Regions from separate parts of the Mus musculus genome. Here all the other regions are linked to region 4. A link is a contact called in public HiChIP or PLAC-seq data. All regions are on one chromosome and are shown on one strand. The core of a region is the stretch at or near the end of the contact, and the rest is flanking DNA. Distances in the headings are between cores, read along the strand shown.

The links. HiChIP or PLAC-seq counts read pairs in DNA pulled down with a chosen protein or histone mark.
Region 1: an H3K27ac HiChIP or PLAC-seq map of embryonic stem cells shows a contact between it and region 4, with 6 times the contacts expected there. The contact joins the enhancer-like site here to the promoter of Cxxc4 in region 4. A contact is called at or near these places in 3 of 39 promoter capture datasets (hippocampal neurons and liver), 6 of 115 datasets of contacts at active chromatin or transcription factors (embryonic stem cells, forebrain, neural tube and 1 more) and 1 of 9 other capture datasets (macrophages).
Region 2: a contact with region 4 is called in an H3K4me3 HiChIP or PLAC-seq map of stem cell-derived neural progenitor cells, with 4 times the contacts expected there. The contact joins the enhancer-like site here to the promoter of Cxxc4 in region 4. A contact is called at or near these places in 1 of 39 promoter capture datasets (the HPC-7 cell line), 1 of 484 Hi-C or Micro-C datasets (Sertoli cells) and 5 of 115 datasets of contacts at active chromatin or transcription factors (astrocytes, embryonic hindbrain, embryonic stem cells and 2 more).
Region 3: an H3K4me3 HiChIP or PLAC-seq map of neural tube shows a contact between it and region 4, with 5 times the contacts expected there. The contact joins the enhancer-like site here to the promoter of Cxxc4 in region 4. A contact is called at or near these places in 3 of 39 promoter capture datasets (cranial neural crest, embryonic stem cells and liver), 7 of 484 Hi-C or Micro-C datasets (cerebral cortex, embryonic stem cells, hematopoietic stem and progenitor cells and 3 more), 7 of 115 datasets of contacts at active chromatin or transcription factors (SST interneurons, embryonic forebrain, embryonic hindbrain and 4 more) and 2 of 9 other capture datasets (embryonic stem cells and macrophages).

The regions. Positions count from the first base shown.
Region 1 is chr3:133,356,036-133,363,498 of GRCm38.p6, forward strand. All of the region lies in intron 7 of Ppa2 (pyrophosphatase (inorganic) 2), which reads left to right. Among named protein-coding and RNA genes, the nearest start is that of Ppa2, 50 kb to the left of the region's middle. Within about 2 kb of position 1,741, at least 12 of the 459 cell types and tissues checked have an H3K27ac peak or open chromatin away from gene starts, as enhancers often do. A contact at or near this core is called in embryonic stem cells, where this site is marked.
Region 2 is chr3:133,594,634-133,601,858 of GRCm38.p6, forward strand. No RefSeq gene overlaps it. Among named protein-coding and RNA genes, the nearest start is that of Tet2, 54 kb to the left of the region's middle. Within about 2 kb of position 5,913, at least 179 of the 459 cell types and tissues checked have an H3K27ac peak or open chromatin away from gene starts, as enhancers often do. A contact at or near this core is called in Sertoli cells, astrocytes, forebrain and 1 more, where this site is marked.
Region 3 is chr3:133,327,370-133,334,792 of GRCm38.p6, forward strand. Ppa2 (pyrophosphatase (inorganic) 2) reads left to right here. Exons shown (of 12, transcript NM_146141.2): 5 at 3,024-3,143. Among named protein-coding and RNA genes, the nearest start is that of Ppa2, 21 kb to the left of the region's middle. Within about 2 kb of position 5,067, at least 76 of the 459 cell types and tissues checked have an H3K27ac peak or open chromatin away from gene starts, as enhancers often do. A contact at or near this core is called in neural tube and pro-B cells, where this site is marked.
Region 4 is chr3:134,232,808-134,239,537 of GRCm38.p6, forward strand. It overlaps Cxxc4 (CXXC finger 4), which reads left to right and starts at 3,688. Exons shown (of 4, transcript NM_001004367.4): 1 at 3,688-3,879; 2 at 4,005-4,080; 3 at 6,596-6,730.

The DNA.
Region 1 (7,463 bases), core at 491-2,990, 880 kb before region 4:
TTATTTACATTTCAAATTTTATCCCCTTTCCTCATTTCCCCTTTGAAACTCCCCTCTCCGATTCCCTCTTCCCCTGCTCACCAACCCTCCCACTCCTGCTTCCTGGCCCTGGCATTCCCCTATAGTGGGACATTGAGCCTTCACAGGACCAAGGGCCTCTCCTCTCATTGATGTCCCACAAGGCCATCCTCTGCTACAAATGCGGTTGAAGCCTTGAGTCCCTCCTTGTGTACTCTTTGGTGGGTGGTTTAGCCCCTGGGAGCTCTGGGGGTACTGGTTAGTTAATATTGTTGTTTTTCCCATGGGGCTGCAAACCCCTTTAGCTCCTTGGGTCCATTCTCTAACTCCTCCATTGGGGACCCTGTGCTCAGTCCAATGGATGACTGTGAGCCTCCACTTCTCTGTTTGTCAGGCACTGGCAGAGTCTCTCAGGAGACAGCTATATCAGGCTCCTGTCAGCAAGCACTTGTTGGCATCCACAATAATGTCTGGATTTGGTAGCTGTATATGGGATGGATCCCCAGGTGAGACAGTCACTGGATAACATTTCCTTCAGTTTCTGCTCCAAACTTTACAATTCACAGACCACATGGAGCTCAAGAAGAAGGAACACCACAGTGTGGATACTTTGTTCCTTAGAAGGGGGGGGGGGGGGGGGGCGTGTCAAAGTACCCATGGGAGGAAGATACAGAGACAAAGTTTGGAGCAGAAACTGAAGTTACCAGAGTTTTTAAGTGTTTCAAATGTAGAATTTGAAGGTTCAATTATGAACATTTAAACATCAAATAGACTTCATATGTTCTTTTTATTGTTTTCCAGGACAGGAAATAACATGTAGAAAGTGTGTCGGTTTGGCTATAATTTCACTTCGTATGTGTAAACATGTCTAGTGTCCCTACCATTTTAAAAGATAATTAAATTGTCATGTGCTTGATTTTCTTCTTCCCAGAGTATAATTTAATATTGTCATTGGAAAATAAAGTAAAGGAAGGGGTGATAGATGTAGGGAGGGAGGGATGGAGGTGGGGAGGGAGGGAGGGAGGGAGGTGGGGAGGGAGGGAAGGATGGAGGGAGGGAGGGATGGAGGTGGGGAGGGAGGGAAGGATGGAGGTGGAGAGGGAGGGAAGGATGGAGGTGGGGAGGGAGGGAGGGATGGAGGTGGGAGGGAGAGGATTCAATGGCAGGCCTGAGGCAGAATGTCTCTGCTGACTGCTGTAGCCAGAGGCAGACTGTTAGTGGTGCGCTTTCGTGGGCTCAGGAGGGACAGACAGCGCATCACTCTTGTATTCCTAGAGCTCTAGTGTATTCAGCACATTGCCTTGTGTCTAGGAACAGTGCCAGATGCCTCTAGAGTTATCGATTTATCATTACACAACTTCAATCAAGATGTGCTCCCCCCACCCCTGCCGCCTTTTCTAAGATGCTAGGTGAGGGGAGAGCAACAGTAACGTAACTAAATAAAGCTTCAGCCATTCAAATCCAGTCGGGTTCCAGACCAGGACCTTCACTCCTTGCTCTTCTAAAGTATCAAGTTAGTCAAGTGTTCCTGTAACTTTTGGGAGAGTGGAGACCATTTCCCCCGAGGCAGTGGTGAACTGGTGGTAATTAGAAGTCTGCTAGAGAGAGGGAGCTCTTTTGATGTCTGTCCTTTGATTTCATTAATGGTTTAGAGGCTTGGCTGTGTGCGGAGAGGGTGTGGTATATATCATTAGGAACTAATTACTGGAAGTCTCTTGCTTCTTTTTTGAACCTTGACCCCTGTAGGCTTTAGGGCTGTAGTCACATTCCTATGCTGTGTAACATGGGGGAGGTATGAGTTCTAAAAGGTTCTCATTTCCTTGGGAAAGTCACACAACCCCCAAAACCCTAGAGCCATTCTACAGTTGAGTTGTAGGTTGCCTGCCGCCCTCTTATCCTTGACCCCTGACAGAGGCTTCTAAGTTCCTTTCCTAGCAATACCTTTCACCTGACTTCCTCTGTAAGCAAACTGCAATCTTCAGTGCATTGCTAAAGGAAAGTTTGTTTCCATAATTATTAGCAGTATAGCAGTTACATTGATGGTATTTGCTGAGGTAGTTTCACACCTGCACACATTTAGAATTACAGATCCAACCATGGGACCATGAGACAGATGCCTTGGGAACACAGCACACTTTAGGATTAGCACTGGAGGTTCAGAGGCAGTTTTGGCACCATGCCTGTCTGTCCTTGTAGCAACTTTTTGCAATATGCTTCAAATAAAATTACATTAGAAAAGTACCTACATTTCTTTATACAAGGCCAGGGTATAGTTTTAATTAGGGGTGGGTGACCATTCAGAGTTTCTTATTAACTACTAGTAATGAATATCTATATTTTAGAAAAATAATCTATTTACTCCTATTGAGATTGCTTTCTAATATATTTAGATGTATACAGAGACTTACAGAATATTGTCTTGATTTCCATTTCCATGTGGTAAGTATATTGTTTAATGTAGGCCCGAGTTGGTAAGAGCAGAGTTTGTGGGGCAGGGAGGAGCGTGGAGAACAAAATGAATGCAGGGATGGCGGTGCGCCCAGGCGCATGCGCATGAGACAGAGCCTAGACAACCTGGAGACATGAGAGTCTTCCGAGGTCCTGAGCAAGCAGGGACAGCTATGGAAAGTCATAGCCTGAGTAGGACCCTCCTTGTGCTGCAGAAGGTGCAGGGGGTGCTAGGGACTGGCTGGCTCTGCGTCATAGTGTGGTTATCCCCAACAGCCTTTCTTTTACATAATAGAAGCAAAGAGGGATAGCTTTACACTTATTACCAGGTTTTATCTAAATATAAAAATTCCTCAGTGGGATATATGCCTTCCTTTCCTTGTGTTAAGGTTTGTCGTGAATAATCCAGATAAAAGCCGCAGGGTTTCCCTTCTATACTCTGCGTAAGTATGGGTGGCTCCTAGGTGGTAAGAATGAGGGGATAAGCCCGGGCAGTGGTGGCCCACGCCTTTAATCCCAGCACTTGGGAAGCAGAGGCAGGCGGATTTCTGAGTTTGAGGCCAGCCTGGTCTACAGAGTGAGTTTCAGGACAGCCAGGGCTACACAGAGAAACCCTGTCTCGAAGAAAAAAAAAATAATAATAATATTGGGAGTAACATTTTGTGCTGAACTCTATGCACTGTCCACCACAGTGTATGCATTAAATGTCTTAATTTATATGTGTTTCAAAAATGAACATTTTGAGTGAAATCTGAAAACATCTTCAAAACAGATATATTTTCATTTATTTCAACAGGAGAAAAACACTCAGTTTTGATATTTTAAATGATTATAGTTCTTTAGTGTCAGGAGAATACACTTTATTTTTTATATTTGTGCTGTTTTAATCATAGTTCGCTACATGTCGTTGCTAAGTTGCCAACATATATTCTATTGACGATTTTCTCATTTTAATCTCAGAGGTATCTTGGATCTATTCTTGCCTTTGCATTCCCTTAAACGCCCATATCTTTCTTTTCCGTTGGAGCGGTATTAAACATTTCTCTGGTCTCAGCATCCTGAAACTAAAATTTATCTTCTTCATTGTTTACCAAACATTTTAGAGAAATATTGCTTTAAAGGAGGGTAGAAAACCTCCCCACACTCATTCATTACAAAGACATCTGGATTCTCTCTCTCGGTAAAAGTCATCTACTACTTTCCACTGTTTCCTGACATTTACTCTGTAAACCGGGCTCCCTGTCACCTGGCACCCCCACCTCCTACGTACGCCAGGCTCTTCTGTACATTGGTGGCTTTGCAGATATATCTCTATCACTCAAATGTGCTTTAGCTTTCAAGAGCCAGTCTAAATGTCATCTCTCCTCCAAGCGACTTTGATTCTCTAAGACAAATGTAATCCTTTCCCCACATACAGCATTCTGTTAAACATTTGATCTCACGTGTTTGTAGTTTGTTTCTGTCTGTCCACCTGTGTAAACTGTGAATCCCCTGAAGGGTAGGCCTTTCATTTACTTTGTCTGATGACTTGAGACAGGTCCCATGCGCCCCAGGTAACCTCAGGCTTGCTCTGTAGCCGCAGATGACCTTGAACTTCTGATCCTCTGGCTTTCCCCTCCCAAATGCTGGGATCATGGATGTGCAGTACCACACCCAGTTCATAAGACTCAAACTCAGGGCTTGTCCATACTAGGTGACGAACGGACACTTCTAGCTGAGCTACTTCCCTAGCCCTCCATAGCTGTACATGCAGTCACTTTAGTGCACTTTAAATACAGAGTTTAAGGAGTTCTGACAACTGTATATGTTTGTCCTGATACCAAAGGCTTCTGTCATCCACAAACTCCCTCTTGTCTGTGTATAGCCAATGAGTCCTGTCTTCCTATCCTAACCCTGGAGTAAATATTGTTCTCCTTTCTGACTGATAGCCTTCTCTGGAATGTGCATCAGAGCGGCTCAGGATCAGAGCGCTATCCAGGTGTCTTGTGATGTGAAATATGGCCTTTAGAATATGACTTTTTGTTCTCATACATGTTCTGGAGAGTTGTATGTTGAGCAGAGGAGTGAGGAGTGTGTTCCCTTCCACCACTGTAGGAGCCCTGTGGTGTGCGACAGTAGTGTGTTCCCCTTCATCACTGTAGGAGCCCTGTGGTGTGCGACAGTACACTGTACTTTCATTGCAGAGTGGACATTCAGATTCCCAGTTTGGAGATGATATGAGTATTGAAGTTTTGATGGGAATATGTTTTCACTTTCTATAAGGAAATACTCGGGAATAGGGTCATTAAATCAGATGTAATTATAAGCGTAGCATTGTAGGCGGCTATTAGACTGTACCAGTGCCTTTCCACCAGTGTATGAAAGAGCATGTTACGTGGTTTTTAAAATAATAAAATGCCTGTTAAAATTTCGTAGACTCCACACACATGCACCCATGTAAGGATTGTTTTATATTCACACAGTTTTCATTTCCGTAGCCACTTACTTGCTCCCTTCCAGAAGATTCCCCAGGTCCAAGTCCCCATCTTGACCTCATTTCCCTTCCGTGTAAATATGCCAGGGCTTCTCATAGCCCAGGGCTGTGGTGCACACTGTCTTCATCTTCATGTATCTGAAATTGCACTTTCTTTTATTTTGGAACTATAGTTTCACTGGATATAGTATTTTGAACTAAAAGTTTTGTTTTTTAAGTTCCATAAACACATCTCTTCCTCCCCTCTTCCCTATCTCTATCTCTCTGTCCCTTTCTCTCTGCTGTTTCTAATAAGTCAGTAGCCATTTGTGTTTTGAAAGGATTGTTGTTGCAGGACCCTGGTGACCTTTAATCCCTGCACTTGAGTCACAGAGGCAGGCAGATTTCTGTGAGTTTGAGGCCAACCTGGTCTATAGAGCTAATTCCAGGATAGCTGGGCTACAGAGGAAACCTTGTCTTGGGAAAAAAAAAATAATAAAATGTTTTTTTTCCCTCAGACTGATAATCATTACTGTTCCAAAATGTTATAGGCATGTTGGCACACACCTTTAATCTCAGCACTCAGGTGGCACCATGTGTGCAAGTTTGAGAGCAGCTTGTTTTACATTGTGAGTTTCAGAACAGCTAGGGCTAACTAGAAATACCTGATCTCAAAGAGAAAAAGGAAAAAAGAAAACACTTGGGTAACTCTTTTTTCTTTTCTCTGTTTCAGATCATTACTTAAAACTGTGGCCTTTTTCTTCTTCCCCCTTTAATATTTGACTCTGTCTATCTTAGTTCCCCTTCCTAGGGGGATCCCTCCCTCCCACCCAGCCCCTCACTCGCTACATAATTAACCACTGTGGTTCTGTGGATTGTAACTTGCTTAGTGAAAACTTAATAGCTAGCGTCTATGTGTAAGTGACTACATACCATATATGTCTTTTGGGTCTGGGTTACGTCACTCAGGATGATTTTTTCCCCCCTAGTCCATCCATTTACCTGCAAATTTCATGATATTTTTTAAACAGCTGAGCAATATTCCATTGTGTAAATATACCACATTTTCTTTATCCATTCATCCATTGACAGATATATAGTCTATTTCCAGTTTCAGGCTCTTATGAAAACACCGGCAGTGAACACTGAACTGTGTTAGGAAGTAGAGTCCTTTGTGTGGATGCCCAAGAGTAGTATAGCTGGCTCTTGAAGATCAAGTGCCAGCGTCCTGAGGACCCACCACTGATTTCCATAGTGGCAGTGGGAGTGTTTTCCCTTCCTCTGTGTGCTTGTTCTGTATCTTGGCCATTCTGACGGGTGTGGGATGGATGGTGTGATTCTGATGTGTATTTCCCTACTGACTAAGGGGATTGAACATTCCATTAAGTGTTTCTCAGCCTTTTTCATCTCTCAGAACTCCATTTAGGTCTGTACACCATTTTATAGTTGGGTTACTTGATTCTTTTATGTCTGATTTGGTTTTGGAGGGTTTTTTTTTTTTCCATTTTTTATTAGGTATTTAACTCATTTACATTTCCAATGCTATACCAAAAGTCCCCCATATCCACCCACCCCCACTCCCCTGCCCACCCACTCCCCCTTTTTGGCCCTGGTATTCCCCTGTACTGGGGCATATAAAGTTTGCAAGTCCAATGGGCCTCTCTTTCCAGTGATGGCCGACTAGGCCATCTTTTGATATATATGCAGCTAGAGTCAAGAGCTCCGGAGGGTTTTTTTTTAATGTATTTTAGATATTAGCCCTCTATCAGATATAAAAGCCCATTATCTAGGCTTCTACTTTCTCCAAATGATAATGTCCTTTGCCACAGAGAAACTTTTCAGTTTCATGTTGATCTTAGAGCCTGATCTATAGGTGATCTGCTCAGAAAGTCTTTTCCTGTGCCAACGAGTTCAAAACTGTTCCCAGCTTTCTCTTCTATCATACCTGGAGTATCTGTCTTTATGTTGAGGTCTTTGATCCATGTGGAGTTGAGTTCTCTGCAGGGTGGTAGATATGGACCTGTGTGCATTCTTTTACATGCAGCCATCCAGTTTGACCAGCGCCATTTGTTGAAGATGCTTTTTCCTACTGTCCTTTTTTTTGGGGGTAGGATGCTATTTTGACTATATTAATCCTACCTATCCATGAGCATGGAAGATCTTTTCATCTTCTGATATCTTCTTCAATTTCTTTCTTCAATGAGTACAGATATTCTTATAACTCTCTTTCTATCTCTGTGTGTGTGTCTCTGTCTGTCTGTCTGTCTCTCCATCTCTTTCTCTTTCCTTTTCTATCTCATCCATGCTCCCATTTTATATTTTTTGAAACAGGGTCTCTCTACATAGTCCTAGCTGTGTAGGAACCTACTATGTAGACCAGGCCAACCTCAAGCTCACAGAGATCCTCTGCCTCACAAGTGCTGGGATTAAAGGCCTGCACCGGCACCACCACGCCCAGCCTAAGACTCTTACTGGGACCCTTGCTTCGGTTTTTACTCTGTGCAGGGTGATTGTTTCTCCACCTGGCAATGGAAGCGTCTTCCTC
Region 2 (7,225 bases), core at 4,663-7,162, 640 kb before region 4:
AAGGAATATAACTAGAAAAGGAAGACACCAGAGTATTCTTATTTGTGATGATAAGCTTCTATATAAGAGCCCCTAAAGATTCCATTGGAAAACTCCAAGAACTGTTAAACCGGAATTCTCAACCTGTAGGTCTCGATCCCTTTGGGGGATCCCACAATTCTTCCACAGGGGTGATCTAAAACCATTGGAAGCATAGATATTTAACTTAGCAAAATTCAACTTGGCAAAATTATAGTTATGAAACAGCAACTTCATAAAGAAAAAGATGATTTTATGGTTGGGAGGGTCACCACACATGAGGAACTGTATTAAAGGGTTGCAGTGTTATGGAGGTTGAGAACAACTGGGTTAAATACATTCAGTAAAGTGGCAGGTTACAGAATCAACATACAAAATCAGTAGCCTTCATATACGCCAAGGGCCAACATACCGAGAAAGAAACCAAGGAAGCAATCCTGTTCACAAGAGCTTAAAACAAATATCTTGGCATAAACCTCACCAAGGAAGTGAAAAGCCTGTTTTACATAATAAAGAAAGATTCTTTTCAGGTTTGACAGGAGAACACTGAGTTATATTTCAGGTGAAATATCCTTTAGTTACGCTGGCCATCCACAGCTGGGATAGGAGATCCAACGACCCAGAAGAACAAAAGACATCTCTTACTTTTATATACTTGTAAAGGGAAGAGGGTCTTTGACTAGAGCCAAGGCCTTATTACCGGGTGAATAACGTGTCTGAAAGCTGCTATGTTCTGGTAGCTTAGAAAAAGTACTAGACAGGATAGAAGATGAAAGAGGCGGCTTGGGGTTGGGTCAGTGAGAAGCTAGAGCTAGGGCTGCACTTTTCCTGTGTTTTAACTTTTCTGGTAGCAATGGCTGGGAGCCTGCCTGCTGTCCCTGGGATGGGAGAGAAGCTGCACACTAGATGGGTAGTTAATTCCCTCTACAGAAGCAGTATCTGTGATCTGATATTGCAGCCCTTTTTTGCTTACACGAAAAGAAACAGCTTTATGGAACAGGGGTTAGTGTAAGGTAAGGCCCAAGGGATTTATGACACTGACCTCAGTTCTGGCTGCTTCCTGTTGAATCAGGGTGTAGTGGGGGAACTAAGGGCAATATTGTCATGTCCCCTTTGATCCTATAGTTGGCTAGTTGGTGATCCTTGAGTGGGGGGGGGGCTGGTATTTGTATTTGTATGTTAAGAAACTGTGGGCTGGAGAGATGGCTCAGCAGTTAAGAGCACTGACTGCTCTTCTAGAGATCCTGAGTTCAATTCCCAGAAACCACATGGTGGCTCACAACCACCTGTAATGGGATCTGATGCCCTCTTCTGATGTGTCTGAAGACTGCTACAGTGTACTCACATATATAAAAGAAATACATCTTAAAAAAAAGAAAGAAATTGTTATTTTTGTGAGTCTGTGTGACATGCTGGATGGACTAGAAGCACTCTAGAAAGGGGCCTATGAATATGTGAACCAAAATGGGCATTAAAGGAGAGACAACCAGTATGAGCTGAAGTAAACTGCAAGCATTGAGCAGAACAAAGGACATAGACAGGAGTGGGGTTAGAAAAGTCAGAGTATGGGGGAACTCTGTACGGGGGAGATATGCTTAATATATAATAATATTTACCTGTTGCAGGATATTGGATTACACTGTGAACCCTGAGATTGAAAACACATTGCTAGTTGTGGTGTGGCTCAACTCTTAGCACACACCTTTAATCCCTCTGGTTTGAATACAGACACACCCTTAGCACACATCTTTAATCGCAAACAATGAAGGTAAAAGTAGTTTGTAGAAGGAAGCATCCATGTTGGAAAGTGATATCTAATTGAGTGGTAGACAAAGTGATGAGTCAGAGAAAGACTTGACAGAATAGGATACGCCCAACTCTCACCAGAAGAGAGAAGGAAGGGAAGTTACTTAAGAGAACAAGAGAACAGTTGAGAGAGAGAGAGAGAGAGAGAGAGAGAGAGAGAGAGAGAGAGAGAGGAGGAGGAAACAGTTTTACTGGGACAGTTTTACAGAGATAGGTTGATGAGTTAAGAAGTTAGACACAGGTGGCGATAGAAAGAGCCAGAGAGTTAGAAGGATCCAGAAGACTAGAAGATATTGCCAAAGTTAGTATGAGGTTAAATAGAGCAAATCAGGCAAGGCTGAGAGAAAGAAGCAAGATCGAATCAGTCATCTCGGAGAGGAGTTTGAGCCAGAACAGCTTGGTTGAACCAGTCAGCCAGAGCTCAGAAAGAGCTCATAAGGGTGAGCTTATTCAGCAATAAGTCTCAGAGGCTGAAAACATTCTAGGCCTAGATTAGCTTGTACAGAGGCTAGATGATTCTAGGACAAGGCCTAGGTTAGCAGACAGAGGCAATAAGCCTTTGCGATGAGAATTACATCAGGAGAGTAAAAGATGCTTTTAAAAATACATATATGAAAATTAAAGGAAGCTGGAGCTCAGCTGACTGCTCTTCCGAAGGTCCTAAGTTCAAATCCCAGCAACCGCATGGTGGCTTACAACCATCTATAATGAGATCAGATGGCCTCTTCTGGTGTATCTGAAAACAGCTACAGTGTACTTACATATAATAAATAAATAATTCTTAAAAAAAAAAAGAAAAAAAGAAAATAAAAGAAAATTAAAACTAGAACCTAATTTCCAATAGTATTTATTTATGTAGTTTATTATTAAGAGAAGTTTTTGCTTTGTAGTCCAGGCTGTCCTCCATCTGTCATGTTACAATTCTCCTGCCTTAGCCCCCGAGTGCTGAGATTACAGGTGTGTGCCACCACGCCTTGCTTATTTTTGTGCTTTTGAGAAAGGCTCTTAATAAGGCAGGCTGGCCTAGAAGTAGCAACAATCCTCCTGCCTGAGTCTGCCAAGCACTGGCATTATAGGTGTGTGCTCTCCACCTGGGTTCAAAGCCTCACCTTGATCTTCCATGTAATAAGGCCTTCCTTACAACTGAAGACCCTGGGAATGTCTGCTAGCTGTAAAGTATGGCTGTCCCAGTAATACTCACAAGGACAGAGAAAGTGCCGGATTTAGTCTATGGGTTCATTGCGAGGCAGTCTATGGGTTCATTGCGAGGCAGTCTTTGGCCAGGATTCAAGCAGTCTTTAATAGCTGCACTGAAGCAGCAGGGCCTGAGGGGAGTTCCTGTGTCATGTCTTTGCTACATCTGTCGTTTTAGCCTTGGTTGTGACTTTGCAGAGAGAGAAACACACCAAAGAACTTCTCATTGACCTTGACAATGAAGGTAAAGGTAGTTTACTTGACATTCCTGTGGCTTCTTGTCACTTCCACAGACTCGGGCCGATGGGCAGAGCCTGGCCGGTTCTTCTGGATTGAACTGGCTTTACTGATTCGTGAATAGTATTTGTGATTTATGTGAAGTGAACTGCTGATATTTTGACAATGAAGATTGGAATAACTCAAAAGAACTATATCTAAACAGGTTCTCATCCCCCTTTGCCCTATTAAACTTTCCCTTCCACTAACTCTGGTGGGTGATGGGCTAGAAGGGTTAAAGCATTTAAGAACCCTTATTGAAGTAGGTTTTGAAAAATCAAAGCCTACATTTTTCCGTAATGAATCTGAGGAAATGTTACTGCATGTATTTATTGCAGTAGCGTGCATAGAATGTGTTCCTTTGGAAGGGAGTACTCTCCTCTTCAGTTGTTGACAGTCTCAGGTCTTATGACTCGTGGAAGATTGTGGGTTTTAACTGTGGAGGCTGCTGTCTGCCTTCTGTTCTCTAGTCCTTGACTTTGGCTGTCGTCAGTGGCTGTGTTTCCTCTACGAATTCTGTAGTAAGATGTCCTGATGGCTCTTCAGGATTTGAAGTCTCCGTAGTAAGCCACTTCCACATTGCTTTGACTAGAAACTATTGTAACCTGATTTCTACCTTTGTGGAGTTTATCCTAACCACTAACATAGTGGAGGTGAGGATCATTGGAATATCAGTTCTTTCTATCTAGCCTGGCCTTTGGAGAAATAGCTCGTCTGAAATTCTCAAGGAAACAATGGCTACTCTCTCATCAAACATTTCTTTTTGAGGCAGGATCTGAGGTAGCCTAGCCTGACCTTGAACTCAAGCTACAGATCTGCTCAACTTTTGGGACCTCCTGCTTTAGCCTCTTTAGTGATGATAAAAACAGAGACTAAGCCATCTGCCTGTAGCACTGAACACACTTTTACCTGGTGCTGGCTCGTGAACCAAGAGCTTTGTGAGTGCTAGGCGCGTATCCCAGGAGAGCTTTTAGAGACAGGGTTTCTCTTGTAGCCTTAGGTGTTCTGAAAATCACTTTGCAGACCAGGCTTATTCTTTTGTTTGTTTATTTATTTCCTTAGAGACAGAGTTTCTTTGTGTAGCCTTGGCTGTCCTGAAACTCGATTTGCAGACCAGGTTGGCTTCATACTCATAGAGATCTGTCTGCTTCTCCCCCACTGAGTGCTGGGATTAAAGGTGTGAGCCACTGACCAGCACAACATTTATTTTTACTTACTTACTTATTTTTAGAGGGCTACATATTGACTCCAGAGCCTTTTATACTCTAGGCAAGTGCTCTATCACTATATATCAATAGAATAGTCTTTTCTTTTCTTTTCTTTCTTTTCTTTTTTTTTTTTTTTGTGGGTTTTGTTTTAAGACAGTCTCATGTAGCCTGGGCTGGCCTTGAACTTGTGATATATCTGAGAATCACTTTAAACTCCCTGTCCTCATGACTCTATTGTATGTGTATCATTATGTCAAATTTCTTTATTTGTTTACTTATTTATTTATTTTCCTTTTTTTTTTTTTGAGACAGGGTCCTGCTGTGCAGTCCAGGATGGTCTTGAACCCATGACCATCCTCTTGTCTTTGCCTCTTGAGTGGTAGAACTGCAGACAAGTGCCCTATGCAAGGTTAAAAGTTGATTCTTTTTTTTGTTTTTGTAGAAGCATTATGTTCTGAAAACATAGTTGTTGTTGCTTATTTTTTAAAGATTTATTTATCTAGTTTATGTAAATACACTGTCATTGTCTTCAGACACACCAGAAGAGGGCACTGGATCCCATTACAGATGGTTGTGAGTCACCATGTGGTTGATGGGAATTGAACTCAGGACCTCTGGAAGAGCAGTCAGTGCTCTTAACTGCTGAGCCATCTCTCCAGCCCCAAAACACAGTTCTTAAGTGCCCTCTGAAAACACAGGTACGTTTTCGCTCTCACTCCCATCAGTTTCCCTGTCCTTATCCACACTGCCCAGGCATCCCAGCTCGTCCACCTTCATTACTCTAGGCTGTGAGGCTTTAGTGAGGCCTCCAGATCTGAAATCAGACTGGCTTCAACTTTTAAGATGGGAGAAGGGAAGTCGAAAGACTAAAGACCGAAGGTCTGAGATAGAGAGAAAATTCGGAAAGCATGGCGAGGAGGGAAATTCTCAAGGGAGAGTCTTCTGTATCATTAAGTTAGAACTTCAGAAAAATAAACAAACACCAAGAAGTATGAACTGCATGTGCATACATACCCCTATGTTTCCAGCTTTCAGTAGGGTGATCAGGACAGAGGCCAGACATGGTGGGGTTTTGTTTTCTCTCTCTCCCTTTCCTCCTCTGTGTGAGTGAGTGCATAGATGGCAAGGTACTCCAGTATATCCCAGATTGGCTTGTAACTTGCGTTAGCCTTCTAAGTGCTAGAATACAGTGTAGGCTATGGGCACTACTACACCAGTCACCACAGTGAGTTAACAAACAAGACAGGAAGCTGCAGTAGAAATAGGGTATTCACTGAGAAGCAAAATCTGTATGTTATTGAGGATTAATAAAAGAGGTTTTAAAAATCTGGGTGGGTATTCAAGCGCTAAGTTTTCAAATTAGTCACCTCTACGGCTTTCTTCTCCATCTCCAGCTTGTTCTGTTGACTAATCCTTCCTGGGAACTAACTCTCTAGTCCTATAACAGGAGTCTCAGCTGCTTTCAGCCGGAAGTCTGTGTTTATTTATCTCACTGCCCCCTTTCAGAAAACAAGACACGGTGGAACTTGGGGTACTACTCTGAAGTGTGAGGGCCGGGGTTTCAGAGCCTGGAAACAGAAGGAGAAGGTGATTAAAACCAGCACAAAGCTTGCTTAAGTACTCACAGGAAACTTCTAGGGACACATTCAAATGGAAACAAAGAGATCGCATTTGAGGAAAGGATGACAACCTTGAATTTCTCTTAATCTGCAAAGGCCAATTTTCTTTACAGTAAATAGCCCTGGAAAGGGAAATCAGCCAAAGGCACTGTTTTTGCTGGCTGCCAGCTCACAGGCATCCGGACACATTGTTGCACTGATTTTCTCCTTCATTACAGGCAGGCAGGAGCCTGCAGTTTCCCTGCTGAAGCTGAAGGGATTGCAGCAGATGCAGATCACAGGCAATTGCTGTGTGACTCACGGCTGAGGCTGCGGATCTTGGGAGTTGAAGTGAGGACGAGGTGGGAGGGGTTTCCCTTCTCAAAGCTGGTGTTGGGAGGTGTTCTAAAGTGAACTCCTTCACACACCCTGCTTTTAATGAAAGCTTAGTACTTAGCTACTCTGGCTTTCTGGAGAAGACGGTGCCTGTAGCTCCCTGCCTTTCCTCACCACCTCTTTGTGCTTTCCTGGGCCATTTTTATTTTTCTGAACCTTCCCCAGCTTCAGATTTTCGTTTATGTGAATATTTAGAGCTAATCTCATCACTCTGCAAAGCTCTCCTTATTGAGGTGTCTGTGGATTTAACCCTTAAAACATTGCATACAAGACATTGGGAATTATTAGGAATTCTGCTGGTACCCGATTACAGATTAGATTGGGCATGTATTGGGTGCTATGGCCCCAGACCTGCTGCCCACTGTAGGTACCCCAAGGCAGCATTCATTTTCTCTTCTCTTTCATTGTCATTCTTTTGAGGGGAGTCAGGGGGAATATCCCTGTGTAGCCCTGGCTGTCCTGGATCTTGCTCTGTAGACCAGGCTGGCCTAGAACTGAGAACTAGAGGGTCAACCTGCCTCTGCCTCCTGAGTGCTAGGATCAAAAGTATGCACCACCATAGCTTGGCTGGTATCCTTCTTTTCTAATGTTAGGATTTCTGCTCTGCTAGTTTGCTTTTCTCACGGGGCTATTGGAGATTTAATAATGCACAAGGAAGTAGTGTACATTTCACAGAGTCCTGTGGTATTGTTTGTGTGATTATTACAATCACCTCTGTGCTGATTTGGA
Region 3 (7,423 bases), core at 3,817-6,316, 900 kb before region 4:
TTTACTCTCTTACCACTGTGCCTTGCACAGTAGGTGTCAAAACAAATACAGCAGTATTCTTAGCCCAAGAATTTATACTCTTTGCGGTCATGCCCACACGGTGCAGACCAGAGCCTTCTGTTCCTCCACCCCATGGATCCGGCTTCCCCATCCTTTCTCACCTCCTCCTCTTCCAACCCTTTGGTAAGCCCTGTTTGGCTCACACACTCTAGGAGATCAACCACGGAGCCCATTTTCTTTGTTCATCAGTTGCTGCGCCTTGTTTCCATCCCTTGGCTGCTGTGAGCGCGGAGGCGCCCGCCGTGGTAGCACCCAGCCGTCCTTTCCTTTACTCTGTACTTGGAACTGAGTTGCTTGTATGTCAGTTGTTTTCAGGTTCCTAGAGAACTTTGTGCTGTTTTCCACGATGGCTGGCTGGTTTATATTCCCTCGCCAGTGTACAAGGCTCCTCCCCTCGACAGTGAAAGACTTTCCTTTATGCATCCTTACTAGGACTTAGTATCTGAAGTCTTTTAGATAATACTTGTTCTTACTAGAATGAGAGGAACCCTCGTGGCATTTCGTTATTGTTAGAAAGCATTGCTCTCTCTCTGTGCATGTATTTGACTGCGTGTGTGTGTGTGTGTGTGTGTGTGTGTGTGTGTGTGTGTGTGTGTGTGTGTGTGTGAATAGGTAGACAACCTTTGGGAGTAAGTTCTCTACCCCACTAGGTGATGTACCTGGCTGGTATTCGGGACCTGACAGCAGATGCCTTTACCATCTGATCTGTCTTGCTGGCTTCCTCATTATTGTCTTGACTGAATATTCCTGATAGCTATATTGACCACTTCCTTTTTCTTATGTCTATTGATCTTCTGTGCCTCTTCCTTTGAGAAATTTCTAAGGCTGGTGCTCATTTTTTAATTATAGCTTTTGGTTGTTTTTCTCCTTAGTTCTTCAGCTTCTTGTGTATTTTGGACTTTAAGGCCGTGGTGGATGAAGCGCGTTTTCTCCCATGATATGTATTGGCTTTCCTCTGTCGATTGTACCCGTGCCACAGCACAGAGAGAGGCTTTTAGGGTTGGCGTAACCCCATTTGTCTACTTTTGCTTTTATTGCCTGTGTTTTTCATGGTTAAACCCAAACAGTTGTTGTCTATACCAGCTTGTCCTTTTCTCCGGTTTGTAAACGTTTAAGAGCCTCTGCCTTACATCGCAGGAATCCACCTCCTCTTGGTTTCTGTAACCATGTAGGGTAGAGGGGCTCAGTCTTTTTCTTCCGCTCATCTTTCTTCCGCTGTCTTCCCAGTGTGGTTTCGTGAGGACCATGCTCTTTCCCCATCGCGTGTGGCTGGAACCCGCTGAAAGCACTTGCGGTCTGTCTCCCCGGCTGTGTGTCAGAGGCTGACGTTTGCAGATTTCGTCTGATTTGATTGCTGTGGTTCTCTAGTGTAGCTGGGAGTCAGTGATGTGATGATGGTTTTTCTTTTCGCTCACAACTGCCTTTGAGTTTTAGGGTGTGTGTGTGTGTGTGTGTGTTTCCATGGAAACTCCACACTTTGCTCTTCCCATATCTATTCTTTTTAAACGACTTTGGAACTTCACTCTGGATCACAGTGACCCTGATTCATGCTACTTCTAATCCAACATGGGGTGTCTGTTGTCTATGTGTGTCTGTGTGTCTATGTGTTGTGTTGTCTATGTGTGTCTCCTTTGTGTGTCTCCTTTGATTTTTTTTTCTTTTCATTGTCAACTTACAGTTTTCAATAGGAACAGATCTTCTTCTTCCTCCATCAAATGGATTTATTGTTGTTTGCCTGTAAATAGGCCAGCCTCTGATTTCTGCTTTGAATGGTTCATTGGTAGCACACAGAATTGCTGTAGAATTTTGCGTGCTGTGTTTTCTACATTGCGTCCTGAAAATTTTCGACATTCATTTTCTACTACATACTTTCCTAATTTTAGAGGTAGGTGTGTGTGTGTAAAATCTTAAGAGCTTTCTGCATCCATGATTGTATTATTATATACATGATTGTATTATATTATCTATAAACAGTGATGAGTCTACCCCTTCCTTTCCTGTGTGGATGCTTTTCCTTGCCCTTGCCTAGCTGCTCTGGGAAGTGCTTCCAGCATTCTGCTGAATCAATGGCAAGACTAAGCGTCCTTGGCTCATATCATCTGTCCAAAAAGCTTTCAGTCTTGTTTGTGTGTGTCTGTGCCCAGTATGCTTGGGTATCTGCAGGTGCTACAACGGCCAGAAGAGGGCCTCTAAAGCAGTATCTCCCTGAACCTAGAGCTTGTATCTCTTCTTTCTGTTCTGGGAGTCAGCAAACCCCAGTGACCCCCCCACCCCCATCTCTACCACCCCCAGAGCTGGTTTCACAGGGGTTTGTTTGCAGAGCCACCTGTTACATGTGCTGGTGCCTGATGCTGGTCCCTTAACCTTGTAGCTGGCTCTCTAGAGCAGTGGTCCTAAGACTGCAGCCTTTTCTCATGGTGTGGTCACCACCTAGCCAACCATAAAATTATTTGGGTTGCTACTTCATTACTGTAATTTTGCTACTGTTAAGAGTCATAAATCTGCGTGTTTTCTGGTGGTCTTTTGGGTGCCATGACCCAAAGGTGGAGAACCACTGCTCTAGGCCTTCACCATGGTGACCTTTGAGTTAACTATAATATCATAAGACTTGGCAACAAAAGCCCCCAAACTAGCAGCAGCAGCAACAACAACAACAAAAAAAATTGTTAATTAACTTTCACCCTCCTGCCTTTCCGTTTATGCTGTTTTTCTTAGAAACAATGCCATGTATAAATAATGTAAGCCTAAATCTGTAATCAGGTGTCTTCTTTCCAGACGGATTTTCTTACATGGTACTTGTTAATTAGTAATGAGAATTGACTTAATTTACTTTAAAACACCTTTGAACATTAAGTTGAGATGCAGGTATTTGTTTGAGCCGTGATAGGTTTAAAATCTGTTCTTTGCATACCGGGCTAATGGTTTTACCCCTCTGTGTGCCTGCCTTCCCCTGTGATTCCCAGATTGCCACAGAGGAGCCACTCAATCCCATTAAGCAAGATATAAAGAACGGAAAGCTACGCTACACACCGAACATCTTCCCTCACAAGGGCTATATATGGAATTACGGGGCCCTCCCTCAGGTAACATCCTTGTTATCGCGGCAAACTTTTATGCCTTCTACAGAAACCACCTTGTGAGTGCTGGGAACTCCCTGAATTGAACTTCGCTCCTAGCACATACCAGTTTCAGGGATTTATGGATTTAATTTTTTCTTAATGTGGCATTTACTTGTCCCAGTAAACTTTACTTCAAACCACACAGATCATCACTACGCGAGTTCTTGGAGACAGGCTTAGAAGATTGACAGCTGACATTTGAATGCATCCCTCTTTGTGGGCTTAGCTGATGTCAATGAAGAATTTTCAGCAAGTCTCTATCTAACCTTTAAGTGTGCTTTTTATACATTTCTCTATGACAAGATGGGTTTTATTTGTAATAAACCTAAAAATTGCGTTAAGTTACGGCTGGAGCTCAGGGTTGTAAGTCCAGAGTTCTGACTGGAAGGCCATGAGGTGGAAGCCAGCGTATGCCAGGGCCTTGTTCTGCCTCTGTAGAGCTACGCCGCCATTTCTGGCCCTTCCTACCTATCTGTCAAGTTCTTCACTCTCTGAAGTAGCAATTCTTCCTGATTGTGTACTGAGTGAATCTCTACATGTCGGAGCCAAACTCTGGGTTACAAAGACCTAAAAAACGCGTTTTTTTGTTTTGTTTTTTTTTCTTGTTATAAACTCCACTCTGTCATCAGCTGTGTAGAAATGTAATGTTTGTATTTCTATGTATTAATTTTTAATTACATGAAAATGTACGTGGGGGACCCTGGAGGAAGTAGGGACAGCTGAGAAAAACAGATGCCGGGTTAGGATAAACAGTCCTGAGAAAAGGAAGAGCAACATTGTTCTCCAGAGAGCCAGCCTCCCTTTGATGCAGCCAGACCACCCGCGTGGATGCAGGCTTGGGTAAAACTGGCACTCTGGAAATGGTGATTAGAAATGAGAGTGTTCAAGCCATGAGGGCACCCGCCTCGACTTCTTGGGTTTCTAAGTAGATGGTTCTCTTGGACCGAAGGGCGAGAGGTTGAAAACAGCTTAGGGGATTGTAGGAGAGGAGACCACATGGCTGAAAGGGGGGGAGGGGGGCAGAGAAGCTACTGATGAGCAGCAAAAACAGAGATAGGCAAAGCTGAGCAGTTCAGGAATAAGCTAATATCCATCGCTGAGCTGCTTCCTAGGGGTGATGTGCTAGGACACGGATGTGCACAGATGAGAGTCAGGCACGAGGTTCAGCAGAGTGATGGATGACTGAGCAGTGAGCTCGAGAGCCTGGCTGTCACACCACAGCCAGCAGTGTGACCTTGAACAAGATGCTCCACCTGTAAAGTGGAGACCGTGAATATCTACCCCCCGTGGCTGTGCTGAGGTACACGCAAGACTGTTTCATTAGACATGTGTGATGGACAGCGTTCCATGACCACTAGCAATTTTTCTGTCTGGAGGATTAGTGCTCAGTATAGAAGTTTCTTCCTAATGCTGCGACCCTTTAATACAGTTCCTAATGTTGTGGTCATTGCTACATCATGACTGTAAGTTTGCTACTATTTGGAATTGTAATGTAAATATCTGTTATGCAGGACATCTGATATGTGACACCTGTGGGGGTCGAAATCCACAGGTTGAGAACCTCTGGCTTTGTATCATTTCTTCCTTTTCCAAAGTTATTTACAGTTTGATTAGAGCCATTGACCACTAAGTCAGTGGTTACAATGTAGCGTGACGAGTGCCACTCACTAGCTTACTGATTCTGTCATTTTATTTCATTCAGAAAATAATAAGGCAAAGCTGGGTGTGGCAGCCCTGTCCCTGTCATTCCAGCGCCTGGGAGGCTGAGGCAAGAGGGTTACTGCCAGTTGGAAGCTGGCCTAGGTTATTTATACCAAGACCTGGTCTCAGCCCTATCCCGCCCCTCAAAAAGTTTAGCAAACTAACAAAACGCAGATCTACTAGTGAGACAGGAAGGGGTGCCAGATCATGACTGAAAACGAAAGGAGGATCTTTCTGTGGTTTTCTATTTAAAGACCAGGTGCCTCTTTTTCTTTTTCTTTCTTTTTTTTTTTTATACTGCTCTGGGTGTGTCTGAATTTTCAGGGTGTTCTTATCTGCCCTGCTTTGATTCTGTGACGTACAGTTGCCCTTTCCTGATTCAACTAAGCTGAACTGGACCTGTCTCTTAATTTTCTGTATGCTGTGCATTAACTAAGTTTCATGCTTCATCCTACATCCAAAATAATGTCTCAAAAATAAAGATCTGGCCAGGCGTGGTGGCACACACCTTTAATCCCAGCGCTTGGGAGGCCTAGGCAGGTAGTTCTCTGTAAGTTTGAGGGCAGCCTGGTCTACATAGAGAGCTCTAGGACAGCCAAGACTACACAGAGAGACCATCTCTACAGCAGAAAGGTCTGGTGATGTTTTTCCATGCGAGAACCTTTCTCTGGTTTCTTATTGGTAAGAGGATAAAGTCTGAAACTCTTAACCTGTCCCTTGCCCTACCTGACTGTCCCGTAGTCAGGGTTTCTATTCCTGCACAAACATCGTGACCAAGAAGCAGTAGGGGAGGAAAGGGTTTATTCGGCTTACACTTCCATACTGCTGTTCATCACTAAAGGAAGTCAGGACTGGAACTCAAGCAGGTCATAAAACAGGAGCTGATGCAGAGGCCATGGAGGGATGTTCTTTACTGGCTTGCTTCCCCTGGCTTACTCAGCCTGCTTTCTTATAGAACCCAAGACTACCAGCCCAGAGATGGCCCCACCCACAAGGGGCCTTTCCCCCTTGATCACTAATTGAGAAAATGCCTTACAGCTGGATCTCATGGAGGCATTTCCTCAACTGAAGCTCCTTTCTCTGTGATAACCCTAGCCTGTGTCAAGTTGACACAAAACCAGCCAGAAAACTGACTCTCCCCATGGCTCACTGGAAGACTCCCCCTTTTCTCTACTTCTTCTCCCGGAGACTGCCCAGCGTTGTAATCTCCAGGCCTCCACAGTACCTCTTCATTCAGCACACACTCCCTGGGGCTTCATACTTGCCAGAGCGTTCCTACCGGATGAGAAGCCAAGATCAAAGTCATGAAATTCTTTGGGAATTTTTAATCCACACGAAAAGTCAGACAGTCAACAGAGTGAAATGGCAGATGGGAAAAATATGAAAGAAGGTGCTGGAGAGATGGCTCAGCGGTTCAGAACACTGGCTGCTTCCAGGAGACTCAGAGTCAATTCTCAGCAACCACACGGTGACTCACAACCATCTGTAACTCCCAAGTCTCAGGGGGTCCAGACCCCTCTTATGATCTCCTGGGACACCAGCCACACTTACATATGTGTAGACTAAACACTCCTACACATAAATAAACAACATTAATCTTGAAGAAAGAATGTAAGAGAAGAGTAGAGCAGGGGATTGGGCTGTGGGGGTGTCAGGGGTGTTTCCATTCAGACAGCAAGAAGATCCCATGACTTGGCATTGTCTGAAAAAAGACCTCAGAGAAACAAGGGAGGAGGTAGGGCAGGCATTCAGAGGCGAGGCACCGTAGTGGTACGCAGTGCCCGGGAGGGGTATGAGCGAGTACACAGTGAGCTAAGAGGGGGCTGGACGTGAAGGAGAGAAGCGAGCACGTCTGTCCTTGCTTCCATACTATCTTCTAAACCCAGACTGACCTCAGCCTGAGCACCCACATCCATGTGCAGCTTCACTAAAGATGTCAGGTTCTCTCCCACATAAGCATCACTGAATGGAACAGTTTTTAGACCTGAAATTACAGAGACTGCTCATGGCAAGGCACAATCCCATGTAATTTTTGTATGATTATTGCTCAGACAGCTTTTAGAATGAGAGCCAAATACTGGCCCCTTTAGGATGCCGTTTCATCGCTCCTCTGCACCTTCTGCCTTTTCTTCCCTCTTCCTCATTCCCCTGCCCACCCTCCAGCTGACTCCCTTTTCCGTTTTCATCCCCACGGCCTTATTTCTGGACTACGCCTTTCCAATGTGCACACAGGTCACTGGCTGGAATGTTTGCTCTGGGCCAAGTCTTTGTGATGTCTCTCAAGTCTCCTGTAAATCTTTTCACCCTGACCCTTGAACTGTTATGACTACTCCTGTGTGTTACTCCCCATTTCTCTAAATATCCACCACATTATAACTGACTATGATTTGTTCTGTTTACTGTCAGTTTCTTGACGTTAGAATACAGGTGTCATTAGCTCAGGGTTGTCCTGTTGGTAGGTAGTTTCAAGGGGCCAGTTTGCTTCTTGGCTCACTGAATTGGTGATCAGTTTTTTTGTGTGTGCTTGTCTGGTGAGGCTGGCC
Region 4 (6,730 bases), core at 2,438-4,937:
GGCATAGGTCTCTAGGATAAGTAGCAGTATTTGGATCATAGTTGTTAATTCTTCTGTCTGATAATAGCAAGTTAAACTATGCTGTATTGGAGGAAGTGGGTTTGCATAGAATTCTTAGAGGGATTAACAGAAGCTGGCCTCACCTAAAGTTTATCTCTAAGCCGTTTGATTCAGGTTTATGACATTTCCTGTAACTGTATTTCTGCTTTCTTTGTTGCTTAGTAAATCTTTATTTGAACAACCTAGCTCTGTCTAACCTGTCCTTAGATAGTTAAGGAATCATCAATTGTTCCTAGATGCCAAACTGCCCATTAAATCATGAAGAAACTGTGTCTTATGGTGGTAATCTCAAAGGGTAATAATTAGTAAAATAGCCCCCCAGGAGGAAAAGGAATCTCCAGGTGAGATTCAGAGCTTCATAGTCTGCACAGTTACCTGACAGGTTATTCTTCAAGTGTTACTGTGGGTGGAGGGTTCCAGATGTTCCTCATACATTTTTTTTTCTCTTCTCCGTAATAGAGTTATAATCAGTAGGTGACCACCAGGGATCTTTGCAGCTATCTGTGGCAAGTTCCCAGTTCTCAGCAAGTGTGTGGTAGCTTGGATACTGTGTTCCATTTGAAGACCAATCAATCTTGCTTCCTCTGTGCCCTTCTGCCAGCTGAACACTGGAGAAATAGTTGATCCCGAAGTCCCAGGTTAGAAGGAAATGGGATTCGTGAACCCCTCAGAGCTGGAACCCCTCTGACCTGGAATGACCATCCTTCGGATGGACAATGTATTTCTATCATTTCCTACTGTGGGAATATTGGGATAATGACTGTGATATTGATCACAGAAGTATGCTAAAGATACAAACAGCTTGCAACTACTTGGCAGTTGTGGCAAGCATCTTGAAGAGCAATCCTTAAGTTTTGGTATTTCTACAGAATTATGGATCTTGATGAGAACTAACTTGAAAATTAACAGTTGGCAAACAGTTTTCAAAACTTCTGGCATTTTATCTTGGGGAAAACAATACAGGGCACTAGCGAAAGAGATGTTGGACATTCAAGTATCTAAGAGTATATAAAAAATAATGAGGCTGGAAATGGAAAAGAAAAGAAAATGTGCCTTATTGCATTTGGGGAAGTCTACAGTTAATTCTCTAGTGGAAAGAAGATGGATGCCATATTTAAAACCTGAGGAGGACTGTTTACAATTTGCCCTGCGTGCTCAGTTGGTGTCACATTAGCCAAGGATCCACAATCATAATTAAATCTAAGATTCTAATATCTAGAGAGCATATACCGATCAATTAATTATTGATCATAAAACTCACACTGAAGTTATAATCAAAAAGCACTGAAGAGACATTGGATTTTGTAAAATCTGATAAACTGGAGAAATTGACTAAAATTCCTTGACTTTTTCTGGAATACCTTTTTCCTTTTTTTTTTTTTTTTTGAAAGTATGAGAATAAAATAAGATACTGCAAGTTACTGAACACAGTGCCTGGTATAGATAGGTGACCAATAGTAGTTATCAATAGTAGCTTTAAGCATTAAACCAATTCTTTAAATATTTGTAAACTTGGAAGCCAGGTGTGATGGCACACACTTATAATCTTAGTATTCATCAGGTACAGTTAAGTTCAAGGCTATTGTAAAATACACAGCGAAACTCTGTCTCAACAAAACAAACAAACAGTATTTATACATCCGTATACTTGAAAGGATGTTTAGGAATCTTTGTGCAATACATTTACACATTAAAAAATGACTGTAGTCTGCTGATAGATTTCACGTGGTGCACAGTTCAAAAGGAAAAGGAAAAGAATACAAATATTGGGTGGAAATTTTCTTTCCTTGACTATGCAAGGCACTCCCTGGAATGTAGAAACGACTCATTAGTTATCCAATTATTTTGTCTGGAAAGACATAACTATTTTTAAACAAACAGCCTATGTCTACAAAAAAAGTCAAACATAACTGCAACTATGTATACCACGGTTACCTCTGGAAAGACCACCTTGAGTGTGCACACCAGCACTCTTACCAGCGTATTCACTATCCACAACCTACACACGAGCAAATCTTGACAATGTCAATGTAAATCTTTTGAAAATTAAAATATAAAATAGTTTAAGCTGCCTTTTAGCATTCTGTTCTCACAAAACAAATAACTCACCTTTTTCTTCCCTCTCTGAAACCACATTACTATATTACTCCACAAGATGCTTTTTGTTTCTACGTGTAACTTTATTCTATTTTTAAACAAGCATAGTCTGATTTTGTTTGCTTTTAGAAGACTCATTCAGAGTCACATATTGTGGTACAGGTCTAGAACCCCAGCACTGGGGAGTCTGAGCCAGGATGACTGCCAAGAAGGGAACCAGGCTAGCCTGAGCTGTATAGCAAATTCTAGAAATTCCTGGGATACAGTGTGAGATCCCTTCTCAAAATCCCTTCCAAGTGGGTAGGGGGAAAGGAGAAAGAATCACATTTAAAAGGACTTAAACATTTACATCCTATTTCATGCCTGTTTCTTTCAGTGTGGACAGCATGTGTTTAGTGTATCTCGGTTTCTTTGAGGCAGGAAGGAAGGGGTTAATTCATAGTTGGATTTTATGAGTTTTATTTATATGCGATGTGTGCTAAATACTTATCTTTCAGTTTGAAGTATTTTCCCCAGGTGATGGGAAGTAAAAATGCCCATCACATTAAAATTAGTTAAAAGAGATCATTTAGATATGAAAGTAAAGTTTGGAATTAAAATTAGGGAGGTGGGATAGATATTTGACTCCTTGGAATTACCGGATGAAAGAGTAAAGGGGGAGGGCGAAGCTTTGTAGGGCAGGAAGACCCGGACACAGTGGGAATGGAAGGCGGTGTGGGAGAAGAGAGAAAGGCAGTCACAGACTGAGACCGGTCAAGCATCACATCAAATTTTTTACATTCCGGCATAATAACATTTCAGGGATTCGAACCAGCAGAACACCAGTCCCTTTCCCCCTTACTTTAAAACGATAATGATTCTCTTTTAAAGAGTCTCTCCCGGCCCCGCCAGGAAGATCCTTTAAAAGCACGCGACCGGGATGTGAAACTGAGAGAGTCTTCCTGCAGCACACAGGACCTCCCCTCTGTGTCTGGCACAGCTCTTCCCAGCTCAGCCAGGGAACCCAGACAAGTTTATTTACACACCCCCCCGCCCAGCGTGCACAAACACACCCGCAGAGAGCGAGGGCGCGAGGGGCGGGAACGCCCTCTCTTCCATCCCTTCCAAACAATTATCTGCCAGAAGAAAAAAAAAAAAAAAAAAAAAAAAAAAAAAAGCAAATCCTTCGCCGCGCCGGAGGCTGGCGGGGTGGCGGGCGAGCCGGGAAACGTGGCCGCGCCGGCGAGCTGGGGATTTGTGAAAAGGAGCGCTGGCCCGCGTGCGCCTCTTGTTCCCCGTGTAATTTGCAGCCAATCATCGGGAGGTGTCCGCGCCCTGCGTCCTGCTCACCTCGGCCCGCCCCCGCCCCCGGCTCCGCACCGCCTCCCTCGCCTTTCTCCGCGCTCCCCTCCCCCAGCCACCGCACACACGCACACACACAAACAGAGCGAGGGGGGGGGGGGTGAGAAAGAGAGAGAGAGAGAGAGAGAGAGAGAGCGAGAGAGCGAGAGAGAGAGAGACTCCCCGGCTCCCTCCCTCCCTCCCTCGCACACAGCGACTGGAGACGGACCGGGAGCAACGCGCCGGGAAGAGCAGAGACCACCGACAACAGCCCCGCGCTCTCCCACACACGCTCACACTCGGCGCTTTCCTCTCCACCCCCACCTCCTCCTCCTTCCACCCCCTCCACTAACACCATCTCCTCCTCCTCTCTACAACAAGAAAAAAAAAAGCCATTTACAGGTATTTTTTTTTCATCCGCATATTTATTTACCCCACCCCCCCATTCCCAACAGTTTGTTTACAAGTATTAAAGTTGTAATTGGGAGCTGCCAAGACACATCTGGATTTGTGTTTCTTTGTGTTAGGGGGTGATGTGCAACTAATTAAAGGCAGACTGGCAGCGTCTGTAAATTCTAAGGCTCCCCAAATAAAAAGAGACTGGTAAGTGATTGTTCTTTCTCTTCCTCTGGCTTCCCCGCTTCTCTTTCTCTCTTAAATGTTTGCTGTCCGGTGGGATTGTAAAAGTAGATTAATGCTGGTCTCCAGCAATAAAAACCGTGACTGTATTAATTAATTAATTAATCTGCACCGGCCCCTCCTCCTGAATGTTAAATATGACCTTTGATCTCCATGTCTCTGGTAGATCAGACATACAGTATTAGGCATGTACAGTCACATTGTTCAGAGGCAAAGCAGGATCATGAAGTATGGATGTTTATTTTAGCTTTGGTGTTAGAACTATAGTTATTGGTGTGTGCTTTATTTTGTTGCTAAATAAAAGCCAAACAATAGCTGTGGCTTAGGTACCTTTTTTTCATGCTCCAGGGATGCATTGATTAAACAATAATGACCTGGATGCTGGGCACAATCCTTTTCTACAGTTTCTGGTGGTATTGAACCTAGAGGAGGGAAGGGGGGGGGAGGTAGTAGCAATTGGAGAAGCAAGGACAGCTTGTTTGGAAACACCATGCTAAGACTCTGAAAGGGGGATATTAGATCCCTTCTTTATTTGGAACAAGGTCAAAAGACTAAAATGTTAGTGTCCCCTCCCCTCAGTGGGATGATGCCCATTGCATGGTTGGCGGAACTAGTTTCTAGTGACTAGCAGTTATTATGATCTTGCATCTTCAATGTAATTCACAGAAACGGAAGCTGTATGTGTATTCTTACTGTGTCTTTCCCCCCAGACCCTAGCAAGTGTCAGGAATATTTAGCCAGGAGGATTTGGGGGGCACCTTTGTATTGTCATCAGGCCTCAGAAGGGAGCAGTTTTCCCTAATGTGAAACCACAGAGGTGGTGCCTGAGTGATTAGGGACTTGCTGTGATTGAAGGATGCCTGCCAGTTTCTAATCCAGCCGGAGGGAGGTTCCTTATCTTGCTTTACTTTGCCTAATAGGGATTTGTTTACATAAACCCCCCTTTTTTTAGGGTGCCTCATCAGTAGACCTTGAAGTTTTCAAATTTGAAGTTTGGACATAATGCTTCATTAATCTAATTATAAGCATAATGACTATAATTGATATGCATTTGAAACTCTGAAATTTTGAGACAGAGATTGCTAGGCCCTCAGTTTTAATTCCACACCAACCTCTAGGCTTCAGAAGAAGCCAGAGAAAGGTACTCTGGCAAAGAAAAAAATAAATAGGGAAACAAAGAAACTGTTTTTTTAAGGTGAATATACATTTTATATTTTTGCTTTAATTCTTAGAAGGATATGATATAGCTCTCACCCTTAATAAACAAGCAGAACCCCTCTTCCTAATGCTTATTGATGGCCTGTAAGCAGAGAGAGAAATGCAAATACCCAGTTAGCATTAAACTTTCCTCTTAAAAAATAGCAAAGGGGGGAAAAAAACATCTTAACAGTTCTTTGGATAAAAAAACACCTGAAGGAATCTCCCTTCTCTTTATGCAAAAATCAGTGTTGGTGAATGATTTAAAAAAAAAAAAAAAACTCCCTTGCTTTCCTCCTTTCTTGGGAAGACACAGCAATCTCCATTAGAAATGATTGGGAGTATTCTTATAGGAGCAGCAGACACTTAGTTCTGAGCCTGTGACATTGCTTGTATTTGAGATCTATCTATACATTTCTTTCTTTCTACCTACCTACCTACCTACCTACCTACCTACCTACCTACCTACCTACATTCCATCTTTCTATCTCTCCTCCCTTTTTAAAGCGAGTGGTGCACCACCTTGCCCCTGCCACCAAATGGCTTGTACAATTGAGACCTGTCCTTGGTCCATTGAATTAAGACCCTAACAGAGCCAGCTGTGCTGGGATTCAAACTAATGACAGCAGACACAGAAGGACACTGTGGCAGCTGGTAGTTCTTTTTTTCCACCCCCCTCCTGCCTCTTTGGTTCAAATTGTATGTGGGCAGTCTTGTAGCTCTCAGTTGTATTGTGTTTGCTTACAGTTTATGCGCGGATGTATTGTAGACTTTCTCAGTACTTCATTTGCTAATTTCCGGTTCGTTTTCCTCATAGGGCCATTGCTGTTTCTACTTTACAGCATTTGCATGCCCAGGCAGCACTTGTTCACACATTTCATAATGTTTAAATGCCCTCTGCTTATAGGTAGTATCGCCCTCCCACCCCTGATTTGCATGTCTTTAGCACTCCAATTGCCCTTTTCCCTCGGCATTTGTCACCCCTGTCTTTCCTCTTTCCCTGGGTACTCTAGCTATTAATACATTTTTTCTCAGGAGGGTTACAAGAATAGGGGGAGGGGGAGGAGCTGTGCGGTGTGCTGTCGGGAGAGAGGGAGGGAGCAGGGCTTGGGAGTGTTGGGGGGGCGAGGGGGGTCACGTCTTGATGATTGTTATGCAAACGACCCGACTGGAGAACGTGGGAGCTTTCTGTGGTGTCTGCGGTGGGGTAGCGAGGGCGGCTGTTTATTTATTTTTAATTTTTTTCTGGTGCAGCTCGTTGGAATGACTTTCTTTATTTTAGTTGTAACAGTTGGAGGATAATGCAAAGGAAGACGCTGCTTGGGAAGTCACCGTCTGTGGACATGCGCCCCAGAGAGGACTAGAGCAGCCCTCGCCTTGCTCTCCCCACCCGGATCCCACTTTCCTGCACGGCCCG